Linked DNA regions of Rattus norvegicus: region 1 is linked to region 2. Evidence: chromatin contacts called from public Hi-C data. All regions are on one chromosome and are shown on one strand. Each heading gives the region's core, a stretch centred on a gene start, on an enhancer-like site or on the middle of the called end of the contact. The rest is flanking DNA. Distances are from core to core; before and after follow the strand shown. Region 1 holds the start of Dsg2 (desmoglein 2). Region 2 has its middle 49 kb from the start of Dsg1.

Region 1 (7,089 bases), core at 4,315-6,814, 220 kb after region 2:
CATGCCTTCTGGGTAGAAACACAAGCTCTTGCCCTCCAAGCTCGCAACAGAGGCTCCTCTCGCCTCCACCCAAGAATGCAAGCCAGTGACATTTTTGTTTTCAGCGCCTAGACTCAAGCCTGGGACATACAAGGCACACCCACACCCTAGTATTGTTAGGCTCCCAGAAGCAGCAGTACTGCGTGATCTTAGCTGCACTCCAGACATCTTAACAAAGTCAGCCACGCATCAACTTCTGAACTTGACCGTCAATGAATCAGTATATCAACTCAGATGGCGTTGGAACTATTAAACAATCATATTCATATTTATATACTTTTAAACTGTCTTTAGAGTGGATTAAAATAAGCACTTTCTTTAAGTCCTTGGGTAGATTACTTTTGAGATTCTGAATGTCTCCTGTTTTGTTTTGGCTTCTTGTTTTTGTTCTTTGTTTTTTTGTGCTTGGTGGCTGATTGGTAGCTTTGAGTTTTGTTATACTTGTCTGTGTGCAAGTAAATGAAATAGCCAAGAAATGTCTTTTCTGTCCTCTGGGGGGTTTCTTTCAGGGTTTTTACCAGCCCATTAGTCACCTTTGGTCAGTAGTGGTTTCTGTTTGGTGCTTTCTGTAAACACTGCAGTTGGCTTCCCATGAAACCCTGCACACCCTGTCACTTCCCAGATGGATTCCAGGCTCCTGTCGGCAGCCAAGGTCAGCCTCCTCTCATCACATTCCTGACCACGGCTGGTGCCTTTATCTTTCTAAGAATTCCCATAAACAGTCCCAGGGCAAAATGAAAGCCTAGATTCCCCAAGAGTGGATCAAATCAACCTTCCTAGTACTGAATTCCTATAATGAATAGTTCTGCTTGGCCCCAGAGGGAAGGGGGCTTTTCCAGATTGTTCTTGTTTTTTTCCTGTCCTCCTGAGTATTAGTTACCATTCTCTTTGCTATGAAAAATAGATGACAGAAGCAACTTAGGGGACGGTTTGTTTTGCTCACAGCATAAGAGCATGGTCTATCACGGTGGGGAAGGCCTTGCAGCAGGTATGGAAGTGAGGCAGCTGACCAGACTGCATCCCCAGGTGGGAAGCAAAGAGGTGAAGGGTGGTGTCACTCTCTTTCTCTTTATCGTTCAGTCCAGGACCCCAGTCTGTGGACCCATGCTGCCCACAGGCAGGGTGAGCCTTTCTTCCTCAATACTTCTGGAAACACTCCCATGCACACACAGAGGTGTGTTTCCATGGTGATACCAAGTCCTGCTAAGTGGACTTAGCAGATTAACTGTCACACTCAGTCGGACACAGAGATGCTCTCTGGTGGCCTCTAAGCTTTACAGTGTCATAGCCATCTTTGAAAACATGAGGATGTCAGAGAATTTTGTCCAAAGTGAACTAGGCTCAACCACAGCCCCCCAACCCCAATTTGGAGAGCTTACCCATAAGCTCCAGGAAGCCGATATCCTCCTATTCTTTCCCACTTTGTCCTTACTACTACTACTACTACTACTACTACTACTACTACTACTCACACACACACACACACACACACACACACACACACACAGACCCCTTCCGCACATTTAACTAATATTTACTGAGTTGGCCTATTTAATTTTTTATTAAGTTGGTTATTTTTCATTCTGTGGCTTTCATATTTAGGGGAGGGGCAGAGCCACATGCACATCATAGAGAATGGATCAACATGATTTAACGCTCCCATAACACTCACTGGATGTGAAGGGAAGCCTTCAGCCAGATGCTTTCCGGTATGATTCAGTGGGAGGGAGTGCCAGACGAGGAGGCCACCAACACCTTGCTGGGCTTTCCCAGGCCCTTTCTCTATCCACCTCAAAACAACATGGTCGCATTTGGATCATGGAAACTACTCTGACCCAAGAGTAGACTCTGCACCACCCACACACACGCGTGCCCCACAAATCCCTTTTTCTCTTTTTTTCCTCCTTTTCTATTTCTCCTCTACTTCATGACCAACGTTGACAATTTCCTTAAACCATCTAGGCTCAGGGACTCTGTACCCACAATCATGGGTCCTAGGCAGTGCAGTGACTCACACAGAAGAAGGTGTGGGTAATTGTCCAGTGAGACACTGACTCATTGTGGTAGGCCGTATCGTTCTTCTCAAATATTGGTGTCTTCAATGGCGCTTAGGACCGTGCCCTCCTCCAGGGTGCAGGGACTGTTTACCACTAGTGTGCTGGTTCCTCTGAGTGCTGTCTCAGTGCACACACCCTGCTGGCTTCACCACTCTGTGACTGTACCTCAGAAAGGCTGGTACTTGCCCAGCTAGCCATTGCGAGCCATTCCTTAGCCTATCAGTGTTTTCTTCTCTCTCCCTAACCAGCATTTGGCTGTTGTCCAACAAACTAGAGAATTCAGACACTTCACGATCCAGCTGTCAATGCCTGACGCTCATACCTTGGCCTTCAGTGAACAGGGCATGGCTCCTTCTCTAGAACTGAGGGGAAGGGTAATTCTGTTTAATTTCTCTACCTTCAGGGTGTTGAACTCTGTCCTCAGTTGGCTCCTGGACTCTTCCAGCTTCACCCTACCTCTTCCCTCCCAGCCACACTCAGTTCCACATACCCACTGGATACTTAAATCTCTTAACCATCGGCCGGGATGCTCCACAGCCTGACTCACACCTGCTATCTGTGTTTGGCTGCAGGGTTACTAAGGGAACGCACATACACAAATCACATGCATTTGCGTGTGAATACTCTCTCTCTCTCTCTCTCTCTCTCTCTCTCACACACACACACACACACACACACACACACACAAGAAACACACATCGCAGCCCAGCATTTTCCCACTAGATCTATCAAATATTTCACAGTGAATATTCAAAACATTTTCCTCCATAATACTCACTTTTCACTTATAATTAATTCCTTCTGGTATGTAGGTTTGGTACAACAAGTGTTTATTGATCATCCAGTATGAACCTGAGACTAGGGCTGAGCCCACCATGAATATCAAATGGTCCTCACGTATATGGAACTTACAGTCTTGAGACAGAGCAATGGGTACAGCAGTTGACCGGGATGAAATACCTACAAATCACACTGCTTGCTACTACAGACCACGCATGCGAGTCCTCATGAGTATAACTATAGAGAACATGGAAAGACCTGAAAATGGGAGCTTGAGGATGATACCTCAGATCTGGCTTGGGTGGCCAAGTGACAAGGCCACCATTCACTACAACACACATGTGAGGAATGAGCACACTTGCTCTAGAGGGGTGGAAACAAGTCGGAGACACATCTTTGTCTGTCGGTGAACAGGGGGCAGGGTTCAGTAGAGTGAGATGGACTTTGGGAGTTGGAGTTAAAAATGGTGGTGAAACAGACTCAGGTCCTCTTCAGGAACCACAAGCAATCTTACCACCAAACCGCTTCTCCATCCCAACTCTAATATCTTTGAATACAGTTATTTGAACAAAATGTCTTGAACTAACATTGCTGTAGGCATCTAAAGAAAAACAATGTGGGTATCCTAGTCTTAAGCTGCTTTAGGTGGGGAGCCTGGACCTTAAAATGGTCACCTCTTACCAATGTTTCCACTTACAGCAAAACTACCTTTACTGCTTCACTGGAAAGGACCACATTTGGTTTTATATGCAGATTTATTAAATAAGTTTAACCTCATCCCAGCATGAAAAAATCCGGGGCAAAGGAGGCAGATAGGAATTATCTGATCCTCAGAAAGTCCCTTCACCTGCCCTATGCTCAAAGTTGGCAAAGTGAAAATTAATTATACAAGGATGAAATCTGATGATGTCATGTGGTGGAGGCACTGACTGACACCTTTGCTCAAATCCTGGGACAGACGCCTTCTAGAAGGAATACTGCCTGAAGCTGACAGTCCCCAGAGGCTGCTCAATAATTCAACAGAAATAAAATCTTATTAGCTATTTCTTACGCTGGAAGCTACAATTATCTTCATTACGAAACCGCTCCCGCAGTCTCGATGATGAAGCGTAAAATGGGTGTCTTCAGGACTCAAAGGCGAGAGCACTCTTAGGCGGGGTGTAGAAAAAGCTTCCTGGGAAGGTTTGCAAACACATCTTGGTAAATCCTGCTGTCCTGAATTAGGAGTTCTTCCAGCGTTGTGAGGAGTGAGAATTGCCAATTGGGCTATGCTAGCGCACACGTCTAGTCCAAGGGGAAGGGGTAAAAGCGAAAGACAATCTTCCCTCTGCAGTAGCTGTGGGACTGAGCAGAGTGGGCCCATCCACGGCACAAGCAGCATCTTGAGTCGCTCAGCCTAGTCCCCAACTCCTATACCAACCAGCCACCATATAAGGAACAGAGAAAGATGGCCAGCGACTAAACTGTAAATGAGAGGATATGCTATTGCAGACTCGGGGAGAAAGGGGCTTAGAGATGATGGTGCTGAACTGTAAAAATATGTCAGCTTGAAACTGAGACATGACTCAGTTAGTCCAGCTAAATTTCGTGACAAATTGGTCTGTTTCCTGTAAGCCCTCTTGGCATAGAGCCTTCCACTACCACAACAGCAGCCAGAAATAAGCAGAAATGTTAATAGGATATGAGAATTAAAACTTACAAAGACCACCCTCCCACTAGCTAAAGATTACGGCAAACACCGTTATTTGCTGTGTTCGTTCCAAATGTATGTGTGCAGATAACTAACATGAATATTCACATATGTTGAACATTTGCCTGAGTGTTTTCCATAATACTTTGCTTTTTACATGCAACAGGGACTTTTCCAATCTGTGCGGACACCCACCTTCAGTTTCTGCTCTCCAAGACTTCGTTTAACCAGGCCTGGTAACACACCAGTGATCACAGAACTAGGCAAGGAGGATGAGGCAGGAGGATCTCAAGTGTGAGGACAGCCTGGGTTCACAAGCAAGATTATGTCTAAATAAGAACAACAACAGAGCTCAATTTAACGCTTACTCACTCTTGCAAAAATATTGTTTTAATTTCAACAACTATCACTGAGTCCTTAAGAGCTGGCCACTGCATATGAATTTTCTAATTTTATTCGTACAGTAATCCAATGCTGGGTAGTCACTAATCTCGTTCAACAGATCAAAGACCTGTCTCTTTTGCCCTACTGTGAGTCTTCTACGCTCTCCTCACAGAGCCAGAAAAGTTGCAAACCGGCCGAATAGGGCCACAGAGACCAGGTGAGAGGCCTTTAAAAGAGACACTACTGAAGCCACGCTCACAACAGCAGGCCCCACGCCACGTGGCCCGCGTGTCTCCACGTCGTCCACCTGTGCTTATTCCCATAACCCCCAGCCCTTTATCACCGCAGCCTTGTGATCGTGGGTCGAGTCCTGCTCCTTAGATCCTCTGTCTTGGGGTCTGGACAGTGTCTAGAAAGCTCTGCAAGGGAGGTGATCCCGGAGGAGGAGGGGACACGTCGGGGCGGGGCCAGCCACCCAAGGTCCCCTGCGGGGGACGTCACCGGCCCCAGGTGCGGAGGGCGGGAACTGCCTCGCACCTCCTGGCAGAGCGAGCGCTTTCCCCTCCTCCATCCAGACTGCGGCCCGGCTCCCGGCTACCCTTTCTGACCCGGCCACACCTGGAACCGCACCCCGGGCCGGGCGGAGGCGGAGAAGGGCGGCCCCGGGAGAGACCTGGCCCGGAGGATCGGCGGGACTCTGGCAAGGCCCGGCGGCAAGGGCGCGGCGAAGCGAGGCGATGGCGCGGAGCCCGAGCGGCCGGTGCACCCTACTGCTGCTGTTGCAGCTGCTGGCGGTGGTAAGTGCAGTGACCCCCGCGCCCTAGCCAAGAAGGCACCGCTGTCCCCGCAGTGGGACAGCGCAGGGCCCAACATAGGGCGGGCGAGCAGGGTGGGCGCGCGCTCAATCACTCTCTCCCTGTGACCGTCACACTCAGGTCCCAGTGACCTTTCCTAACTGGGATCTGTGAGTGCGGTGAGCCCCTTGCAAGGAACCCTCTTCCTAGGGGCCCAAGGCTTTGTTTGGAGCCTTCTGAGAAACATGGAGGCAGTGGGAAGCCCCACGCGCACCCTCTTGCAAGTTCGCTAAAGTTCCCGCAGCCTCCAGCTCCTCCAGCTACCGATAGTCAGTGAACCGGGAAACCAGGAAGCACCCGAGTTCCTAGAGTGAATAATGACAACTAAAAATGCCTACTCTAAAAGTATTGTTTACAGAGTTTAAAGTTCTACTCTTAAAAGTACCTTGGTTACCCTCCTGAGCTGATAGTACTTTCCCGGTATTTAAATGAATGTATGTAATAGGTTTTATAATTTAGAAGGAAAGCGAAGTCACTCTCATCAAAGGAATGGCCTATTTGAAAGAAAGGGTTTTCCACACGAGAGGTTCAGACCCAAGGTCTAGATTTCTTTCGTACGTTTGGTTTCTATGCTTTACTTGGATTTTAAGTGGCCGTGTTTGTTTGTTTGTTTGCTTGCTTGCTTGCTAACGAAATTGCATATAATTTAGGAATGAATGCCTGTGACTTACCGAGATTTGCCAACTAGGTTTTGGTAAATTGTGGGATCATATCTCAGAGACTTCACCAATAGGTTCAGAGATATTAGACACAAAATGATACCCTATTTTCTTACATCATGATTGAAATTTAAGAAGTAATTGTATTCACTCTACTGGAAGTTCTTCCTCTAAACATTTAGAGCTGTGGCTGTGGGAGAGGAGAGAAAGACAGACAGACAGAGAGGAGTTACAGTAGGAGAGAGAGGAATGGGATCCTGAGTGGTGTGGTACCGGTGGAGAAAAACAATAGGTTTGTTGTTGCCCTTGTTGTTTTAAGGAAACACAGAAGGAAAATGAGTAAATTCAACAAAAGATTTCCCTGAACTCCCTTTCCACAGTCAGCTTGGTAACAAGGAACTACAGGCCGCTGGTGCAGCCTGTTTCATGCTGTTTGGTTTTGCTCCGCCAATGTTGCTGAGGTCATTTTTCATGAGATATTTCTATGACCTAATCTTGGGCTTTGTTTTCGACCTGAGGATTAACTTCATCCCCTCCTCTTGCTGCTTCCCACCTAAAGCCAATAGCCTTTGGGCTCACCTAGAAGGCTCAGTATGAATTCTTTCCTTGTAAAAAAAGAAACTCCC
Region 2 (6,832 bases), core at 243-2,742:
CCTCTCTCCTCCCTCTTCCCTCCCTTCTTGCTTCCTTTCCTTCTTTCTATGTATTTAGCTTTCGCCATGTCTGCTCTGTCAGCTTAGCAGATATTGGAGATTCTCCTGGTGTAGTTCCCAAGTCTGGGTGCGAACTATAACTGCTCCGCCATAACTGGATGAGAAGTCACCGAAGCATCAGTAACCCAGACCCCATATCTGGACATCTGTAGCCGACTGTGTGGCACTGAAGTCACAATTCACCCAAATAACTACGCAGACAACAGAACACAGAGACAAGTTCTGTGTGATTGATTTATCCATTAAAAACGGAAATTAACCAAATCACTCATCTAATATCTGATTTTTTTATTTTTCACACTTGAGGCTTATACATTTAAAACTTAAAAAAAAAAGTCCTCCCTTTTATATAAACAAATCACCACAATCACGGAAGCGGATTTTAGACAAGGGTGTGTGGGAAGGAAGCCACCTGCTAGGTTCTAGTCTGCAGGATGACTATGAAGAATGGAAGGCTTAAGGAAAAGACGACGATGTGAAAGACATGGGACACGGTAGCGTAAACAGAAGCAGGCCTGGCTGGTACGGTGTGGGAAAGCCAAAAAGAATGGCAGAACCGGAAGCTCGGGTTTGAGAAACACTGGAAGGACCTACGTAATCAATTATTGCCCCAGAGAAAAACTGAGTGACGTGGGCAAATGGGAGAAAGCAAAGGAGAGAGAATTAGGTTTATAATGTTGAAAACAACCCTAAGGTAAGAGAATGACCTAAAAACTAGAGGGAAAATGTTCGCTGAGGCTATAACCTCGAGAAAGAAGCAGAATGTTTAGCTGGACAGGAGGGTTGGTCTGAGATCATCTGCCAAGTGGGGAAGCCTTAGAGTCCACAGACAGGAAGTCCCAGATTGCTGAGAGGATCCGGGCGCTGACACAAACCAGGTCAAGTAAACAATGAGCCCCAGCAAACGCATTTTACAGTGTGCCTGAAAGGACAACACAAAACTCAATCATCACTGACGCGGAGATGCGTTCATCTCCAAACACCACTTCTTTTAGCTCATCGCAGTCTTGCAGGGTATGATCATCAGTGACCCGTGCCCAGCAGCAAAGGAGTCCCCGGTGCTCAAACGCAGAACTGCGCAGCCGTCCGCGGACAGCACAGAATTGTGTGTTCAGCCACCTGGAAATGTTCAAGCTTGCATTGAAGCTGAGCTTCTGTGTGTCCTGATCCCTCCTTTGAAATAAAAGGAATCCACTCAGTTCTTTTCCAATGGAAAAAGAGAGAGAGGAGAGGCAGAGCTTCCCCAAGCGTGCTTTCCTTATTCGTTGACCAGAGGTTTATCAGGCTGGGATCACCAAAGGTATCACCCCTCCATTACCCAGTCTCAAGCTCCCCATTAGAATGACTCAGCTCTGTGCACTTCCAGGACAAGTGGGGCAAGAGGACAATGGAAACTTAGTTCCCACCATTTGTGGGTAATGGTCTGTTGTCTTAAGCATGTCACCACACTTGACCTGGGTGAGTCAGCCTGTGCTGTCAAAGAAATTCCACTCCCACAGTCAGTCCAGCAGCCAGAGACAGGAAGCATGTGCTTACCACCAGGTTCTCCGGTGACTGCTGGCTACCAAACGTGACTGTGTTCTTCACACTCTAGGAAGCCATGCTTAGAATTACTCTTCAGGAGAGAGAGGAGTCCCACAGGTACTCGTAGGCACAGTCTTGAGCTTATTAGCCCTAAAATATGTTTGCTGGCCCACTCCCTGAGCAGTTCTAAGATGGCCCCAAACATTCTTTATAAAAGCAAATTATGTGAGGTCTGTCCCTAAGTTTGTATGTCCATTCATGTGTGTGCATGTGTACATATGTGTTTGGTGGCTTTGTCTATGTAGGCACACCTGCACATGAATGTGCCTGTAAGTCAACCTCTAGTATTATTTTAATTTATTTTATTTCATTTTTGAGACAAGGTCTCCTCGTTTAGCAAGTAGGCAAGCCCGGCTGGAATCTACCAGCCCTAGGAATCTACCTGTCTCTCCCTCAGCACTGGACAAGAGAGAGAGGGAGAGACAAAGACAGAAAAAACAGAGGGAGAAAGAGACAGACAGAAAGGCAGAGAGAGAGAGAGAGAGAGAGAGAGTTAGCTGATGGTAACTGGTAAGTACACTTGAAGTTTACCTCTGGTCTACACACACACACACATGCACATGCACACTCACACACACGTGCGCACACACACTCACATACAGAGTCACCCTCATACATATGTTTGTCCATACACAAACACACAATTATAACAAAATAAAGCAGGAGAAGACAGTTTTCTGTAGGAAATGAGTTGGTGATGGACTTGGAATGTGGAGCTGGGGCCTCAGAGAAATGGTATACAGAGACGCTTTACAGTAAGGCAGAGTTTTCAAGAAGAAAGGGGGAGAAGAAATGGATGTCAGTGAAGGAATGACACAAGCCCTCAATCTGGGGGAGGAAGTATGCTTTTGAGGTCTGTACAAGTAGAAAAGGCTAGAGAAGGGCCAGACCTAGCTGCTGCTGAGTGATTGTGGGAAGTCGGGGCGTGGTCTTGGGATCACGTGGCCGCTCAGAGAGCCTGGTGGGTAAGAAGTGAACTGAGTCGGAAACAGATAAATAGATGTGCAGAATACATTTCAGGAAAATTTCCAAATGACAAAAACTGTACTTATTATGCCTAAATCCTGAAGTAAAATCTAACTGCAGACTCGGAAGACAAGTTTAACATGCATAGTGAGTATTCAGAGAATTCCCTCCTGATCGTTATCCCTGTCTAATGAGTAGATGTTGGTTGCTGGCTTTCTCTCATTTTCTAGGTGAGAAAAATAGATATGTGATTATTTAAATGGTGTGTGTGTGTGTGTGTGTGTGTGTGTGTGTGTGTGTGTGTGTGTGTGTTTGCAGGAAACAAGAGCAGATGGTCCAGTCAACAATGATTTCCAGCGTGCTCCACAGCTGTAATCAAACTTTTTCACATAGCTTTCTCTTTGTCTACCAGACTTTGGATATGCGGCACACTTTTCCGCCAGACATTAGTTTCTAGTATGATAATGTCATTCAGTGACTTCAAGACATACTTTTACATCGTGGAAAGAGGGCAAATTCTGGAAATAAATTAGTGACGGTAAAACTTTTTTAAAGAAAGAAAATCTAGGAGGTTTTCATTTCCACAATTTGCCACTAAAATGTTTTCGAAATCAAGGAACTCAAAGTCACTACAAGAAACATAGCTTTCAGCCATACACTGTAACCTCATCAGCTTCCAGTATTGGCCAGATGATTATTAGTTGAAACAATAGGCCGAGGCTCTATGGATGCCGGTGGAAACACTTGTCGCTAATCGCACTTGTGAAATAAATAGCAACACCTGGGTTGTTGTTTGAGCTCTCCCTCAAAGCTATGTGTAAAACTATTCCCCACAAAGAGATGCAGAGGGCCTGACCCCTTGATCACAATTCTAAAAACGAATGAATGGCCCATATCTATGTCACATGGCTACATACAGTACCACAACTTGGGAGTACTGGTGTATAAAAGAAAGTCAGTATATACTCCAGTGTTTCCATGGAAATTTTTAACTTAATAAAAATTATGTAAGAAAGCTATATCTTTTGAATTTTTGAATGATTTTATTTTATGTGTATGAGTTCCCCTGTACATGTACCATGTGCATGTTTAATGACTGGATCTCCTGACACTGGAATTACAGATGACTATGAACTCCCATGTGGGTGCTGGTCCACTGAAGAGCAGCTTATATTTATGCTGCTCTTACCTGCTGAGCCATCAGTCCAGCCCTCAAGATTTATTTATTGTAAAATAGGCCATCTTTTCTGGGTATTTATGTGGTGTTTTAGTTCAAATTGAAAACTTAAAAAAAAAAGTCTCTCAAGGAAAAGGCATCCTGAATGAATACCAAACAGGTCCAATATTTCTGAGTTGTGTATTTCTATATTTTTACAAAGCCCAGTTTGTGTGATAAAATATATCTCAACGGTATGGCTGACTGAACCAGGACAACACCAATGGATACACCAAGCAAAGGGGAAACCTCGGGGCTCTCAATTCCAGACAAAGAACTCCAGACAACTAAGGACTGCAGAGAGAAAGAATTAGGTTATTAGAATAAACACTCTAACGGGTTCTCCAATACAATGTGGTCAGTCCTGAAGTCATATTCAAACGAGCAACTCCAAATGGAGTCACCACGCTGAATTTATGTGCGCTTACATAGAGAGAGATAAAGATACATAGAGCAATTATAATCAAAGAAAAAGGAGGCCATCAATTTGACAGGGAGTCAGAGGAAACATGGGTGGGACTGGAGGAAGGAAAGAGAAGTGGAAAAATGTAATTAGATTTTACTTATAATTTAAAAATTTTTACTTAAAATTTTAAGACTTCACTTGAGATTTAAAAGTTGTACATGAAAAATTATAAAAAATAATAGTTAAATATAAAGTAAAAATTTATCAAACTTTTAAAGTAGCTTTTAAAAATTCCACACAGTATTAATCAACTAAACTTCCTGTGAATATCTACATGTTCTGGAGTCCTTGGACATTTAATTGACATAGTTGTGTTCTCTCTTGCTCACTGGCTTTTCCAGTTCCAAGCCTGTGTTTTAAGCATTTTTTCAATCAGGGCAAATTAATAAATCCCCCTATTCATGGACACCTGCTGATTCAGAATGAGTCCTTTCTAATTGTTTTGAGCGCTCATGGGTGTTCACTGTGGCTCTTGGCCAAACATGCAGCCATCAGAGAAAATTGTCCTTCCACACCCTACTGAGCACAGAGTCAAAGAATAATTCTTTCGGTGATCAGCATCACCAAATAGGACTTTTTGCTTAGTGTGTGTTTTTAGATGAAGAGCTGTTTGTTGACTAAAGTCAACACAGTTTTCACCCAGTAAAATATCAGATGCCGTTGTGCTTTTTAGTCTGCACAGATAGCATCTTTACTGGAATTTATGACCCTCATTAGCAAGCTTTAAAATCCCAATTTGTGTTATTTCCTACATGAAGTTCTTTTTTTCCCTCCCGTCTCTGTCTCTTTTATCTCTACCCTTGCAAAATGAATATATATTTTTCTATAGACTCTTACTGTTCTTCATCACAGGTTAGCTCTTTCTTTTGTAGATAAATATTCATACTACAGTTTAGAAAGAATTCTAATGTCATGGCACAAAACTTCTTGCATAGTTTATTGCCATTCTGGACCTAGAACTGGGTATTGTCTTTGGCCTGGAAGATGGCTTGAACTTCCCCGAATGCCTGGAGGAAGCTTCTGTGTGGGAGATCTGTTCGATTTAGAAGAATGGGATAGGTTGGGTCCTCATGACAAGAAAATGGAATGTTTTCACAAGCAAGCCAATACTGTAGAGTAAGATGGGGAGCTTTTCCTACAGCGCCCATATCATAAACACCAGGAAGCCCCATGCTGCTGTTGGTGGTTAGTCAGGATGCCACTCATCTCAGGAGAGATCCCAACAGAGCTAAGTGAGGAACACCCCATCGAAGGTCCATAGTCACTGCTGAGGCTAGAGATTTCGTCATGTGGCTTGTGCAAGAAGGGTGCATTTCCCCCCCTTATTTTATACATATGGGTGTTCTGCCTGCATTCATGTATGTGTACCACATGCATGCAGTACCTAAGATGGCCACAAGAAGTCAGATTCCTTGGGACTGGAGTTACAGATGGTTGTGAGCCACTATGTGGGTGCTGGGAGTTGAACCCAGGTTCTCTGGGAAAGCATCCAGTGCTCTTAAGCACTGACCCATCTCTCCGGCTCCTCTGCCACAGGATTCTGTCTACTTTGTTCAGTACTGAGGACCAAAGGAAGTGCTGGTGTCCTGCCAGTGACCAGCAAGCCAGTGCTTAGAGGCAGAACCTCAACGAACAATCCCAAGAAAACGGCTTTAGGGAATTAACCAGAGGCGGGAGTCTGAAAACATCCCTATCTTCTGCAAGGCTGTAAGAGTGCAAAGGGAATGGCCGTAGGTACTTCCTGTGACGTGGCGGTAAGCTAAAACGTAAGACACAGAGCGAGCTGTTTACATCCCCTTGGAGGATGCACACAATGCTGCTGCCTAAGTGCCTGCTCACACCTACCAGCCAACGTCTAGATCAGAAAAATAAGGAACTCCCGGCCCCCATTTTCGGAGGATCCCCCACCTTTTATGAAAGGTCAGTTAAAAACCTGCCAGCTGTTTGCAGACCTCAGACCTCATCAGGGAAGTTCTGTTGTTCCGTGGAAGGCACTTAATACAGAATGTTACAATTGGTCAAATAGGGAGGATAAGTAAATGTCAGTGGACTGCTGGCCACCAGTGGGATGTCCACATCACATTTATCACACTCTTGTCCCACTAAGACAGCAGCCCTGTGATGGAAGAAGGTCCAGAGAAGACTATAAGAAGTTAAAGAGGACAGGGTTGAGATATTGTCTTCTGCGCAGGACAGGAATGCGCTATTCACATGCTAGCAACAGCTGCGGCTTCCTGCATAAGATCAAGAGAGTCAACACCGCAGCTTGAAGGAGTGAGGGGCTCACGAGCTTCTATCCCTAACTGAGGAGCCCTGGACTGTAGATGGCTGGAAGACGGAATAGTTGTTTTTCCTTAAGGGTGTGGCCCTTGGTAGATTGAACAACCCCTACTGGGTGGCCCACAGTGCACAAAACGTACACCTTGGGTTAAAAGAGAAAGAAGTCTTCCTGGTTGCTGCCGCCTCGGAGAGCTCGTAGGCAGCACCCCGCCAGCAAACTTGAGCCTTGGGACCACAGGTAAGACCAACTTTTCTGCTGC

The links. A called contact is a pair of places that touch in the nucleus more often than the background predicts.
Region 1: a Hi-C map of the A7r5 cell line shows a contact between it and region 2, with 3 times the contacts expected there. The contact joins the promoter of Dsg2 here to the enhancer-like site in region 2. A contact is called at or near these places in 2 of 12 Hi-C or Micro-C datasets (the A7r5 cell line and kidney).

The regions. Positions count from the first base shown.
Region 1 is chr18:12,115,723-12,122,811 of GRCr8, forward strand. It overlaps Dsg2 (desmoglein 2), which reads left to right and starts at 5,565. Exons shown (of 15, transcript NM_001427278.1): 1 at 5,565-5,747. The coding sequence starts at 5,688.
Region 2 is chr18:11,895,854-11,902,685 of GRCr8, forward strand. No RefSeq gene overlaps it. Among named protein-coding and RNA genes, the nearest start is that of Dsg1, 49 kb to the right of the region's middle. Within about 2 kb of position 1,493, at least 5 of the 93 cell types and tissues checked have an H3K27ac peak or open chromatin away from gene starts, as enhancers often do. A contact at or near this core is called in the A7r5 cell line, where this site is marked.